Linked DNA regions of Mus musculus: region 2 is linked to region 1. Evidence: chromatin contacts called from public HiChIP or PLAC-seq data. All regions are on one chromosome and are shown on one strand. The core of a region is the stretch at or near the end of the contact, and the rest is flanking DNA. Distances in the headings are between cores, read along the strand shown.

The links. HiChIP or PLAC-seq counts read pairs in DNA pulled down with a chosen protein or histone mark.
Region 2: a contact with region 1 is called in an H3K27ac HiChIP or PLAC-seq map of large pre-B cells, with 3 times the contacts expected there. The contact joins the promoter of Slit1 here to the promoter of C330026H20Rik in region 1. A contact is called at or near these places in 1 of 39 promoter capture datasets (hippocampal neurons) and 1 of 115 datasets of contacts at active chromatin or transcription factors (large pre-B cells).

The regions. Positions count from the first base shown.
Region 1 is chr19:41,008,876-41,014,795 of GRCm38.p6, reverse strand. C330026H20Rik (RIKEN cDNA C330026H20 gene) reads left to right here and starts at 3,118. Exons shown (of 3, transcript NR_155302.1): 1 at 3,118-5,920.
Region 2 is chr19:41,740,046-41,745,965 of GRCm38.p6, reverse strand. It overlaps Slit1 (slit guidance ligand 1), which reads left to right and starts at 2,110. Exons shown (of 37, transcript NM_015748.3): 1 at 2,110-2,754. The coding sequence starts at 2,558.

The DNA.
Region 1 (5,920 bases), core at 1,869-4,368:
GAGAAGGAGGAGGGAGGCCAGCCATGAGCATATGGGGGGGGGGGGAGATGGAGAGAGAAGGGACAGAGAGGAAAGAGAGGAAGGGAGAAAGAGGAGAGAGGAGGGGGCAAGCAGCCCCTTTTATAGTGAATCAGGCACACCTGACTGTTGCCAGGTAACTGTGCGGCAGAGCCTAGAAGAAATGCCAACACTTAAGGAACTCTAATGGAAGGCTTGTCTGTGTAGGTAGGGGCTCCTCTTGCTTCCTGATCATCCATCTCTGGATCACACAAATAACAGGAGGTTCAAGTCCAGGCTCCACCATTTTCCTGACATCTTGGTGACAGGAAATTTTCTTAAATCTTCTCCAGGTGCCTATTTATTTATTTATTTATTTATTTTTCTTTTTTCTTGTATTGTTTTCCAAGGCAGGGTTTCTTTGTGTAGCCCTGGCCGTGCTGGGATTTGTTTAATTTTTATAGACGTTGATGATCTGCTCACTGCTCTTTGAGGAAAATATCAGCTGACAGTTATCCACCGCCAGACAGATTCGTTTCCTTCCACGGTTAGCAGCTGCTGGGGTTTCTGCATAACGTAACATGTAGAAAATGACACTGTAGTGGGATTTTTGGCTTGCCTTCCCTGGGTGTGTGGGTGTCACTTCTTGCGTTTGTTAAGATTATTTTTGTTGAATATTTTGTGGGGTTTTTGTGTCTTGTAGGACTTATTTGGGGAAAGCCTTTATTGTTGATATGAGAGAACCGCTGGACACATCTGGAAGAGTCCAGCTTAGAGAGAGAGAAAGAAGTGGACGGAACGTTGGAAGCAAACAGGACATGGCCAGGGCTATCTGCAATAGAGGGAGAGCAGCAGGGAGTGGAGACTAGAGAAAACGCAGTGGGAGCAGAGCTTATGGAGGAGGGCAGGGCTAAGGAGAGAGTGAGTAGCTGAGAAGAGGGAAGCCCAGGAACTGGGGGGGGTTAGGGGAGGGGAGAAGGATTAGGATGGACTCTGAGGTGTGTAACAGGTGTGGCTGATACGGAGGGAGCCTGGAAGCCAGCATGAGCTTTGTTATGGTAATAGTTGCCACAGGTGTCCCTGCTCCTGCTAGAGGTAAGGGAAACGCCTCCTTTTGGTGGATGGGAACCGGTTTCAAATGTTCCTGAGGAATGCTGGCTTTTATCTATGTGCCAGAAATCCTTATCGTGCAGGTTGAGCTCATTTGTGGATAGCTGGACTGCTTTTTCAAGCTTGAGGAATTAGAGTTTCCTTTGGACCTGACGACAGTAACAAAATGCGCTCTTCTTCCTGTGTTTTTGGTTGCTAACCTTTGCTCCAAAGCGTTCTCTGCCTCGTGTGTGTGTGTGTGTGTGTGTGTGTGTGTGTGTGTGTGTGTGTGTGTGTGTGTTAGCTTTCCTTCTAGGCCTGACTCACTATAAAAGGGGCTGTTTGCCCACTTCTCACTCTTAGTCTCCTATCCTGTCCTCTCCTCATTCCTCTTCCCCCACCCTCTCCACTTGTTCCGCCCACCACCACCCCTCTCCCTTTGCCTCTACCCCCTCAACTCCCCTCCCCATGTCCTAAATAAACTCTAGTCTATATGCTTCCTATGACTGGCACCTCAGTGTGGGCCCGCAGAGGCACCCCCCTTCCACCTCACCATACTGTGCCTCTACCAAACAAATCCTGGCTCTTCCTTTCTTTTTTATAAAACACAACAATGTGTGCATGCATTGAAACACACGCACATGTGCATGCACACACAGGTACACACACACAAGCACACATGCACAACTTATTTCTTTTAAATGTATGTGGGTTGTCTACCTTATATGGCTGATGTGAAGACTGTTTTATATATACACACATATAATACACACTCACAGGTGTACACACGTATACACACACACGTGCATGCACACACATATACACAGCAGAAGTCAACATCAGATGGCTTCCTCTATCACTGTATTTTTTGAGACAGGTCTCTCATTGAGACTGGACACTATTTCAGCTGACTATCTGGCCAGCAAGCCTCTGACATCCTCCTGTCTATGCCTCCCCTCCCCCGACCAGCGCTGGGGTTATAGGTGCACACGTTTTGGGGTCTAAACTCAGGCCTTCCTGCTTCCACAGTAAGCGCTCTAACCCTTTACACCATGTCCCTAGCCCTTCTTTGGCTAGCAGTGACACTTTAGGGACATTTTATGGTGCCTAGGCTTTCTATCACATGCAATCCTTTTCCATTCAGAGATTATAAACAGGAGCAGAAATCTTACATTACTTCTTGGGGTTTTTTTATGGTTTTATTTTCATATTTAAATCGTCAACCCCCTGAAATCTATTTTTACGGATGAAATATGATATTGGACCAAAGTTTCTCTTCTTTCAATAGCTTCTGAGTTGTCCTAGAGTCTTTTATCAAAGAATCTGTATTTTCTCCCCTGACCTGAAACCTCCTTAGATTGGAAAGAATCCGCATGGGGCAATGGCTTCTAAATTTGGCAGCAGAAAGCTCTGTGGGCTCAGAACTTCAGCTGAGCTTGTAGCCCCGTTTGTGCCTCTGTTGTTTGGAAAAAGGAGAGACAAATGTACATTGAACCGAAGCTACATTTCAATAAATAGCTGCGTGGGAGAGTGGAAAGAACAGGCCCCCAAATCAGAAAGCCCCTCCCCCTATTCTCCCGTTCAGTCATTGTGAGCAAGACACACAACTGCTCTGAGCCCTGGGTTTTCTTCTGTGCAAAGAAATATTAGCCACCGTTGTTGTGTTTTATAAAAAGACAAGGAGAGAAGGAATGTGCTTGGTGGAGGTGTAGTCGGGTGTGGGGAAGGGGACAGAGCAGGAGCAAAAGAGCAAGAGAGAGAGGAGGGGGCAAGCAGCTCCTTTATAGTGAGACAGACACACCTGGCTATTGCCAGGTAACTGTGGGCGGAGCCTAGGCAAAATGCCAACAACCTTACCATAATGTGGTTTGTCGCTCAACTGTATTAGTGGCTGTGAAAGAGCTTTATAAACTAAGTGTGTGGGGGGAGGGGTGCTGGGGGGGGCTGGTCGTTGTAGGCAACATAACTCAGATTTTTGAATATTTAAATGTTTGAGCTGGTCTGCCTTTTTTTTTTTTTTTTTTTTTTTTACCTTGCTGGTAAGAATCCTGGGTCTGTTTTTAGTTTTATCCTTTTAGAGAGCATCAGCTCTGGGAGGTAGGAGGAGGGAAGGCAGTGACAGGAAGGTTAATGTCATCTGCCTGGCAGAGGGTAAAAACTAGAGTGATGCTCACAGTTTCATATGGTAGTTTTCCAGGACTGATTTCATTTTTTATTTCGTTTTGTTTTGTTTTGAGACAGTTTCTCTGTGTAGCCCTGGCTGTCCTGGAACTCACTCTGTAGACTAGGCTGGCCTCGAACTCACAGGGATCTGTCTACCTCTGCCTCCCAAGTGTTGGGATTAAAGGTGTGCGCCACCACTGCTCTGTTCTGTTCTATGATTCATAGCAGTTTGCTGGCAGTATAGAGCAATGGCAAGAACCATGCAGTGCGGTGGTCAGAGCACGAGATCCCTCCTGCCGGAACTCACTCAAGCTCACTTCATGCCAGGGATTGTGAAAATAACATTTCTTGTGTTCTTGCAAGTCTTTGCAGGGGGTTCCTGGCAGCTCATACTTGCCCCCAGGGAATGCAATGAACTGTGCCTGTAACCCATCCTGTTGGGGACATGCAGCCAAATGGGACATCACTCTTCCCCATCCCCATTGACCAACAGGAAAATGCTAAGATCTTGTCAACTTAGGCAGAAAGGACCGGGGGACAGTCACTCTATTATCCCAAAGGGAAGGTACCATGTCCAGGAGGACATAATGCAGAAAGCACACTGGATACAAGGTGAGCACACTGGATACAACATGAGCACACTGGATACAAGTGAGCACACTGGATACAATGTGAGCACACTGGATACAAGGTGAGCTCACTGGATACAATGTGAGCACACTGGATACAATGTGAGCACACTGGATACAAGGTGAGCTCACTGGATACAATGTGAGCACACTGGATACAAGGTGAGCACACTGGATACAAGTGAGCACACTGGATACAATGTGAGCACACTGGATACAAGGTGAGCACACTGGATACAAGGTGAGCACACTGGATACAATGTGAACACACTGGATACAACATGAGCACACTGGATACAAGGTGAGCACACTGGATACAATGTGAGCACACTAGAGGGTGGCTTAAGGAGAAGATTCTTAGGACCAGGACAAAGAGAAGCTACAGGGCAGCTGATGAACAATGTCACAGTGGTTTAATTTGTTGGAACCTGAGAAACCTGTTCTTCAGAGTTCCTGAGCTGTGGGCCTGGCTCTATCACTGGTCCCATCAATGCAGCCACCAGTTAAGTTACTTGTTGGTAAATATCACTCAGTTCCAAAGGCACAGAGCATCTCCACATTCTTTATTGTAAAGCCCCGGATCCCCAGGAGAAATTGACATCAACATTCTTCCATGGTTAGCACATTTTAATATATTTTATTAAGTTATAAAACTTTGAAAACTGGTCACCCAAAACACCCCAGCAGTTGGTCCAGGTGCTGTGACAAACAACATTTTCTCTGGGACAGTTATCAACAATAAGTAAACCCTTGGGGAAAGAATTAAAAACCACGACAGGGGGTGTTTACACTTTTTTTGGAGAGGGTTTGTATTATTTTATTTGCTATGCAAATTGTCATTAATTTTATTTCAGCTTAGAGCTGGAGAAATGTCCACTCAAGGTTAGTGTTATACCCTGGCTGAGGTGGGAGGTAACCTGCATAGTCACCCAGTGCCCCACACTCAGGCGGCTCACACTGGATCCATGTTCTGATGAACAAGGGGCCTCATGTGCTATTTAGCACTGAGCTCTAAAAGGTATGTAGTCAGTTCTGCTCACTAGATAACAGATAATGCTCAGAAGCCAGGTATGGTGGGGCATATTTTTATTCCCAGTCTTCAGGAAAGAAAGGCAGATCTCTGTAAATTCAAAGAAAGCCTGACCTGCTTAGGGCTATATGATGAAATACTTTCTCAAACAGTAAGACAAACATAAGAAAGAAACTAAGGAAGGAAGGAAACAGGAGGGGAGGGGAGGAGAGGAGAAGAGGAGAGACCAGAAGAGAATAGAAAAGAAGAAAAGAAAAAGAATGAAAAGAACATTAGAACCAGGCTGGTGACACATGCATATAATCCCAGCACTCAAGAGACTGGGGCCAGAAGATCACAAGTTCTGGGCCAGCCAAGGCTACATAGCAAAACTGTGTCTCAACAAGTAAAATAAAACATGGTTTTAAAAAGAAAATAAGAAAAGAGGGTGTCTTAGTCAGGGTTTCTATTCCTGCACAAGCATCATGACCAAGAAGCAAGTTGGGGACAAAAGGGTTTATTCGGCTTACACTTCCACATTGCTCTTCATCACAATAAATTCCTTTACTATATAGAGACTATCTATAAGTTCTGTGACTCTAGAGAACCCTGACTAATACAGAGGGTCTGGAAAGATGGCTCAGTGGTTAGCAGCATATATCATTCTTGCCTGTTTCCTCGCAAGCTCCCAACCACCTTAACTCCAGCTTCAGAGGATCTGGCACCCTCTTCTGGGCTCCTCGGGTACCTCACTCATGTGTACATACAACAGACACACACACAACCAAAACAATAAAATAAATATGAAAGTTAAAAAAAATCAAGAAAATAAAAAGAGAAATATAAATCAATATTTACAGGGAAAATTGCTGTATCATGCTAATAATGTACACACTCAAAGTATAACAAAGTATATCAAGTAAACAGCAGAAAATAGGTAGTTTTGAAAGGAAAAAAAATCACTTTAGTTAACTATAGTTAAGTCGGTTTGGGAACATTCTCACCATGTGACACTGCTTAGTTAGAGGAAGTG
Region 2 (5,920 bases), core at 861-3,360, 730 kb before region 1:
ACCCCTCCCCGTCCCCGTTCTCCCTGCCACTCCGAGGACTCCAGGGCATGTCGCCCAGTTAATCAACACTCTCCCCTTCCCCACATGGGTCCTGGCTTCTAAGAGCCTCTGAGATTACGGGGTTGGGAGAGAGGAACACCTCTGGAGCAGAAGGTTGGAGGCGTACATAGTTTGGGCACTGTCTGTGATGGGCCTACTAAGTGCCAAATGCTGGGGTTGGTGCCAGAGGAGGAAGTGAGGGACGCAAAGGGGTGGCACTTTGCTAGTGGGGTGTCAGGGAAGGAACACCAGTGTGAACAGCTTCAACTATTGAGGAATAGACAATTACGACACTAAAGTGTGAGGATTTCCTAGTGCTGGGGGATGGGAGGGGGAGGGGGGGAAAAGTCCTTAGAGGACAGGCTGGCTTTCTGGGAAAAGAGGCAAGTGGCCCTTTTATATTTAGATCCCAGTGATAGAAGCTCTTGATATCACACTGTAAGGACTGGCAGAGAAAGCTCCCTCCCCAAGTTACCAAATTTGTCTTCAAGAGATAGAGCTGGGATGTAGAGACTGTGCTCTGATCAGAAGTGTGGTCCAGGGCTTGTCTTGAATGGAGTCAGACATTCAAGTGTGCCATGCTGACCACAGGGCCTTATGCAGTATATGGTAAAGTAACTGGAAGAGTCTGATCCAGAGGGAAAACAACCAAGCATCCAATGGTTCCAGGTGAGTCCCACGCCTCTAATCGTGTGGTGACTTCAGTATCTCACCACTGTGACAAACTGCCGTCATTGCTGGGCTTAGGTTCTGCTCCCCCCTCCCCCCAAGAAGGGGGACCCTGCAGTAGCTCCACTAGGGGGGCTTTTGACTCTTGACCATCTGAGCTACTTCTGATGCCCAGTTGTTATCTGCACATAGGGCCCTGACTCCCGGAGCTCAGCTCAACACGAACTCCAAAGCTTGCGTGGAGTTTCCAACAGAGGAATGCTCGACAGAGCCATCTTTATCGGGGGGGGGGGGGGGGGGGGGGAAGTCCTTCTCTTTGAGTGCAAAGCTTTGGAAGGGATGCACATGGTGTGGAATAGGAGGAAGGGGACACCCACAGTGACACTCAGATCACCAGATCAACCCTGTTGATCAATGGGATGACAGATGTCTCAGCCAGATCTCCCTCACATCCGGAGCTCAGCTCTTTAGAGACCCAGAGAGCCACAGCTGTCCGTTTTGGGGGAGGTGCTTTCTTTTCTGGGGTTGGAGGGAATTCTGTCCCTCACTGGATTTCCTATTCACACCCACATCCCCAACTCTGTCAGAATAAGAAAATTCCTTGCCCATGGGGCTGTGAGGCCCGAGGTCCTATTCAGGTACCAGTTGACTGGGTGGTGTTTTTTTCTTCTAAACAGGTTCTGTGTTCTCTCCACTCTGGCCTTTTGAGAGGACCAAATATTCCTTTTCTTCTGTTTCCACCTGCCAGATGTGGAGAGGCTAGTTGCTGGATTTCCAAGGTGGCTTCCTATTGGTATACCAGTAGAGAGGCTTGTGTAGAAAACACCTCCCCTCCGGACTTACAAAGTCCTGTCAGGACTCCTGTCATCCCAGCTGGCTGGCTTCTGTTCCCGGAAGAGGTTGGGTTCTGCCTTTAGGGAGAGTATGTGTTGAGGGAGAAGACTAACCTGGCCTGAGGCTTTTATATTCTCTCAAGTCTCTTCCCTCAAGGTCCCAGGCTGGGCAAGGAAAGACAGCTTGGAGAGGCCATCTGGTACAAGAAGCCTCACCAACAGTTGACAAAGGAAGTTGGTGGGGCCCGGTGACCTCTTCAGCCATTGGGGAAGTCTGTGGTCCCAGGGAAGGGAAGGTGTAGGGAAAAAAAATCTTTTTGCTCCTCTGCCCTAGTAGCTGAGGGTACTGAAGTGACTGGTCTAAATGTACACATCATTGCAGTGTGTGTGTGTGTGTGTGTGTGTGTGTGTGTAGCTTACAGAGCAGGTCCAGTCTGTAAGCCCCCTTCCCCGGGCCCCCGCAGCCCTTGGCGCCTGGGAGGTTGCACCTTTGAAACTGTATGCCAGCGGCTGGACCTCTGTAGCAGCAGAGAAGTGGTGGGGAGGAGGCGGGCGGTGGTCCGTGCTTGGGGGGGAGGGCGGGAAGGAGTCTGGCCCTGGAAGTGTGCTTTTCGATTGATGGATGACTGCCGGGTGTGAGCGAGCGTGCGGGTGTGAGTGTGTATGTGTGTGTGTGTGTGTGCGCGCGCGCGCGAGGTGTGTGTGTGTGCGCGCGCGCGGGGCCTGCCCATTTTCCTCCTCACAGCAGTCAGTTGGGAGCTGGAGGGAGAGGGAGACGCCGGCAGCGAGCACTGGGAGAGGAGCTGAGCGCCCTCCGCTTAAGACGCCTTTCCTGGGTCTACGCACAGACGCTGTCGCTGGGAGCATCTAGGTACCACTCGATCCGCAAGGGCGCATCGCACGATTCCACCGGCTCTTCGGTCCTTCGGTGGGGATAGCACCTGGAGCTAGCCCCGGACGGGGATGGTCAGCGGCTGCGGCCGTCTGGCACGCGAACGGGACACGGCGAAGGCACCATGGCGCTAACGCCCCAGCGCGGGTCCTCTTCGGGGTTGAGCCGACCGGAGCTGTGGCTGCTGCTGTGGGCAGCCGCGTGGCGCCTGGGGGCCACGGCGTGCCCCGCCCTCTGCACCTGCACCGGCACTACGGTGGACTGCCACGGCACGGGTTTGCAGGCCATCCCCAAGAACATCCCACGGAACACCGAGCGCCTGTGAGTACGGATCCGCCCGTCCACTGGGAGTCCCTCCACCCCCTCGACCCCTGGTTGCTCTCCCACCCTGACGGATCAGAGGGACCGGAATCGGGTGGGGGGCGCTAGACCGTTGGGCTCCGTCGCCAGTAGAGGAGTCAGTGCCTTGGTAGGTTTTTAGGAAACCAGAAACCAGGAGCGCATTTGCAGGTGCCAGATTCAAAGGGCCCTGGAAGCATCCTCAGCCCTTCCTCACACCTGCCCCTTGCGATCTCTGCTCTCCGCTGTGACAGGTCCTTCCCACTGTACAGCACTTTATTCCTCTAGGGTACCTGGAGCCTTCCTGGCACCTAGGAGAACAGCTTCCCACAGACTCCAGGCACGGTGTCTCCTTTTGGACACATGGGGTTTGCTGGGTTCTGAGTGGGCAGGTGGATTTGGGCTCTGAGGGCTCGCTGCCACGGACCAGAAGTTTCTGAGCACCTATTCTACCCATTGTTTGGTCCCAGAGCCTGGATAAGTCTTCCCTTGAAGGTGTAAGCAACCTACCCTCTCCTTCAGTCTTCATCCTGAGCCCAGGCAGACAGACAATGGGACCCGAGGGCCTTTGGTTTGGGTTTTGGGGAATATGACATCGGAACCCTTACAGGGTGAGAGGAGTCCTGGACTGCGAGCTCAGGGATGATACTAGAGGCCAGGAGCTCGGACTGGGACATAAGGTTGGAGACATTGACAGTGACAAGTCATAAAAACCACCCTTCCTTCCCTCTTGTTCTCTTGTACTTCTGGATTTTGAGGTAACTCCACCCTTTCCAGACCTGCCTCATGAGCACGGTGGAGCGTGTGTGATACATTTTCTCTTTTCCTGCCAAATGTGGTCGGTGTGAAATTCCGGCACCTAAGGATACCACGGCAGTGTGAGTCCGGGGGGTCTGCGGGTCGTGCGAGTGGATTTTTAGTCACACACAGGGCCTTTGTACACTTTCAGAGGTGACTGTACCAGGGGATTTTTTTTTTTTTTTGATACTTTGGGGAAGGTTAGTGGCTTCTTTGAAACCATGCTCCTCTTTCTTTCCACACTCCTGGGTGACTACAGTGAGCGTCAGAAAAGGTATACATATTTTGATAACTCAGGAGCATACTTTCATGAGTCTCAGCTGGCCAGAGGCAAACCCCGGGGAGAGCTGTTGCCTACATCAAACTCTGAACTTCTGTACCGAGGCCAGCAATTAGTGAGTACATGCTTGCCCCAGACTCTTTCTTGGCTGGGTTTGAGACATTCCCGTGACAGTTTCAGAGAATTTGCAATCTGCATGCAATCTAGTTGGGAACTGGCGTGTGTGTGTGTGTGTGTGTGTGTGTGTGTGTGTGTGTGTGTGCACGCACCCATGTAGAAATTGGGGTGACCGAACTGAGTTTCCTTGAGTCAGCCTCATGGACCTAGAGAGAAATTAAGGACAATCAAGTCTGTTTGGAGGACCTCTGAGGTCACCTTGGCCTGTTCTTTCCGGATGAAATTTCTGTCCCCTGCTTTACCCAGTGGTGTGTTTTTTCTGGGCTATTACCCTGGCAGCAGCCCACACAGGAGACACATGAGGCCCTCTCCTTTGCTTTTGCACCTTGTCTACTCTGCATTCTTGCTTTCCCACTGTCCTACTACCTTGACTGCTTCTGATAGGCTCTGCTTTGCCTTTCATGAATTCTTTAGTCTTTTCTAGTCAGTGAGATGGAAGTGAATCCCCAGACAGAGCAGAGTTGGGGGTAGCCCTGGAAGCCAGAGTATCTGGGTTAGAAGCCCAGCTCTGTGAATTATGGGCTATGTGACTTTGGACAAGTTACCAGACTTCCCTGAGCCTTGGTTGCTTTCTATTAGGAAATGGAGTCTGGGCTACATTGGGTTTCTGGTTCTTGTGGCAATGGAAGGTAATGTCTGGAAGAGGCTGGGTAGTATTCTGGTGCTTGCTTAGTAAAGCGCTATGATGGTAACACAGGGAGACAAGTCTCACGTTTATCAAGCCAGTGCCTTCTCTCAGTTCTGAGGCCCCAAAGAGAGTGAACCTGTCTCTGCCTTCAAAAGGCAGATGGTATGAAGGGCTGGACAGGGGACCGTTAGTAGGAAGATATAGGGAGAGGCCCAGCTAGCCATGTGATGGGGCTTGAGAACACAAGGCCAAGAAGCCCTTTTGGGGGTCTAGGGGGCTTCTTAGAAGGTGGAGAGTGTTGTTAGGGTTGGTGGGTTTTGCCAAGCAGAGTCCAGGCAACACAGGCAGGAATGACTGCCTGAACACAAAGCCTGTGTGGCTGGCCGGCCATGACTGGTGTAGCCTGCAGGTCAGATTTTCCCAAGGGCTGAATCACACCATGTCCAGAGAGGAGAGGAGCCTGGGTTATAAAGAGAGATCGGGAAGGGCCAGGAAGGCCTTTCTCCAGCTTCACATTCCCCTTGAATACGTCTGGGTGGGAGTCCAGGGTGATCATCTGGAGGAGCTAAACAGGTGAGCTGGTCAGAGGCTGGCCAGCAGCTCCCCAGGTTGGGAAGCGTCTGAGGCTGTGTGCTTACCTTCTGTTCTCTGGGCATCTCTGGTGGTCGCCCAGGGGACCCAGCAACTTTATGACTATATATTTTGTAATGCTGGGTTCAGACCTATTCGGCCAAGTGGGGAGACATTGCTCTGGGTTTCTGTAGAGACCTCTGGAAGAGCTTGTGTAAGGCCCAGCGCTGCTATGAAAATTGGTCTAACCACAGAGGCCAAGGGCTGGGTGAATGAACAGAGAAGGGATACCAAATAATCTGTTATAGAACAATTATAGTGGAGAGCAAGGACGGAGGAGACCTGCTGGCAAGACCCTGGAAAAGTCATGGCTTTGTGCTCAGAGGGCGCCCAGGCTCAAAGGGTCCATTCACGGTGGCCGGATGCTAACTTTTCTCCTTCCACTTAGGAATCTTCACTTTCAATGTTTGTACCAGAGTGTCCAGGAATGAGAGAAGCAGGTTTAGTCTGTATGGAAGCAGGTTTAGTTTCTGCTCTTCTCTACTACCCTGGCACTTGTATGTCAGGGTGCAGAAAGGGAAAGACATCTGCCAGACCTTCTATCAAGTCACCCAAGGATGGAGAGAGGTGGGGCAGGGCCCTTGGAAGGTCAGGATGCTGATTGTCATTCCCCCTGCCCCCCTCCAGGTGTATCA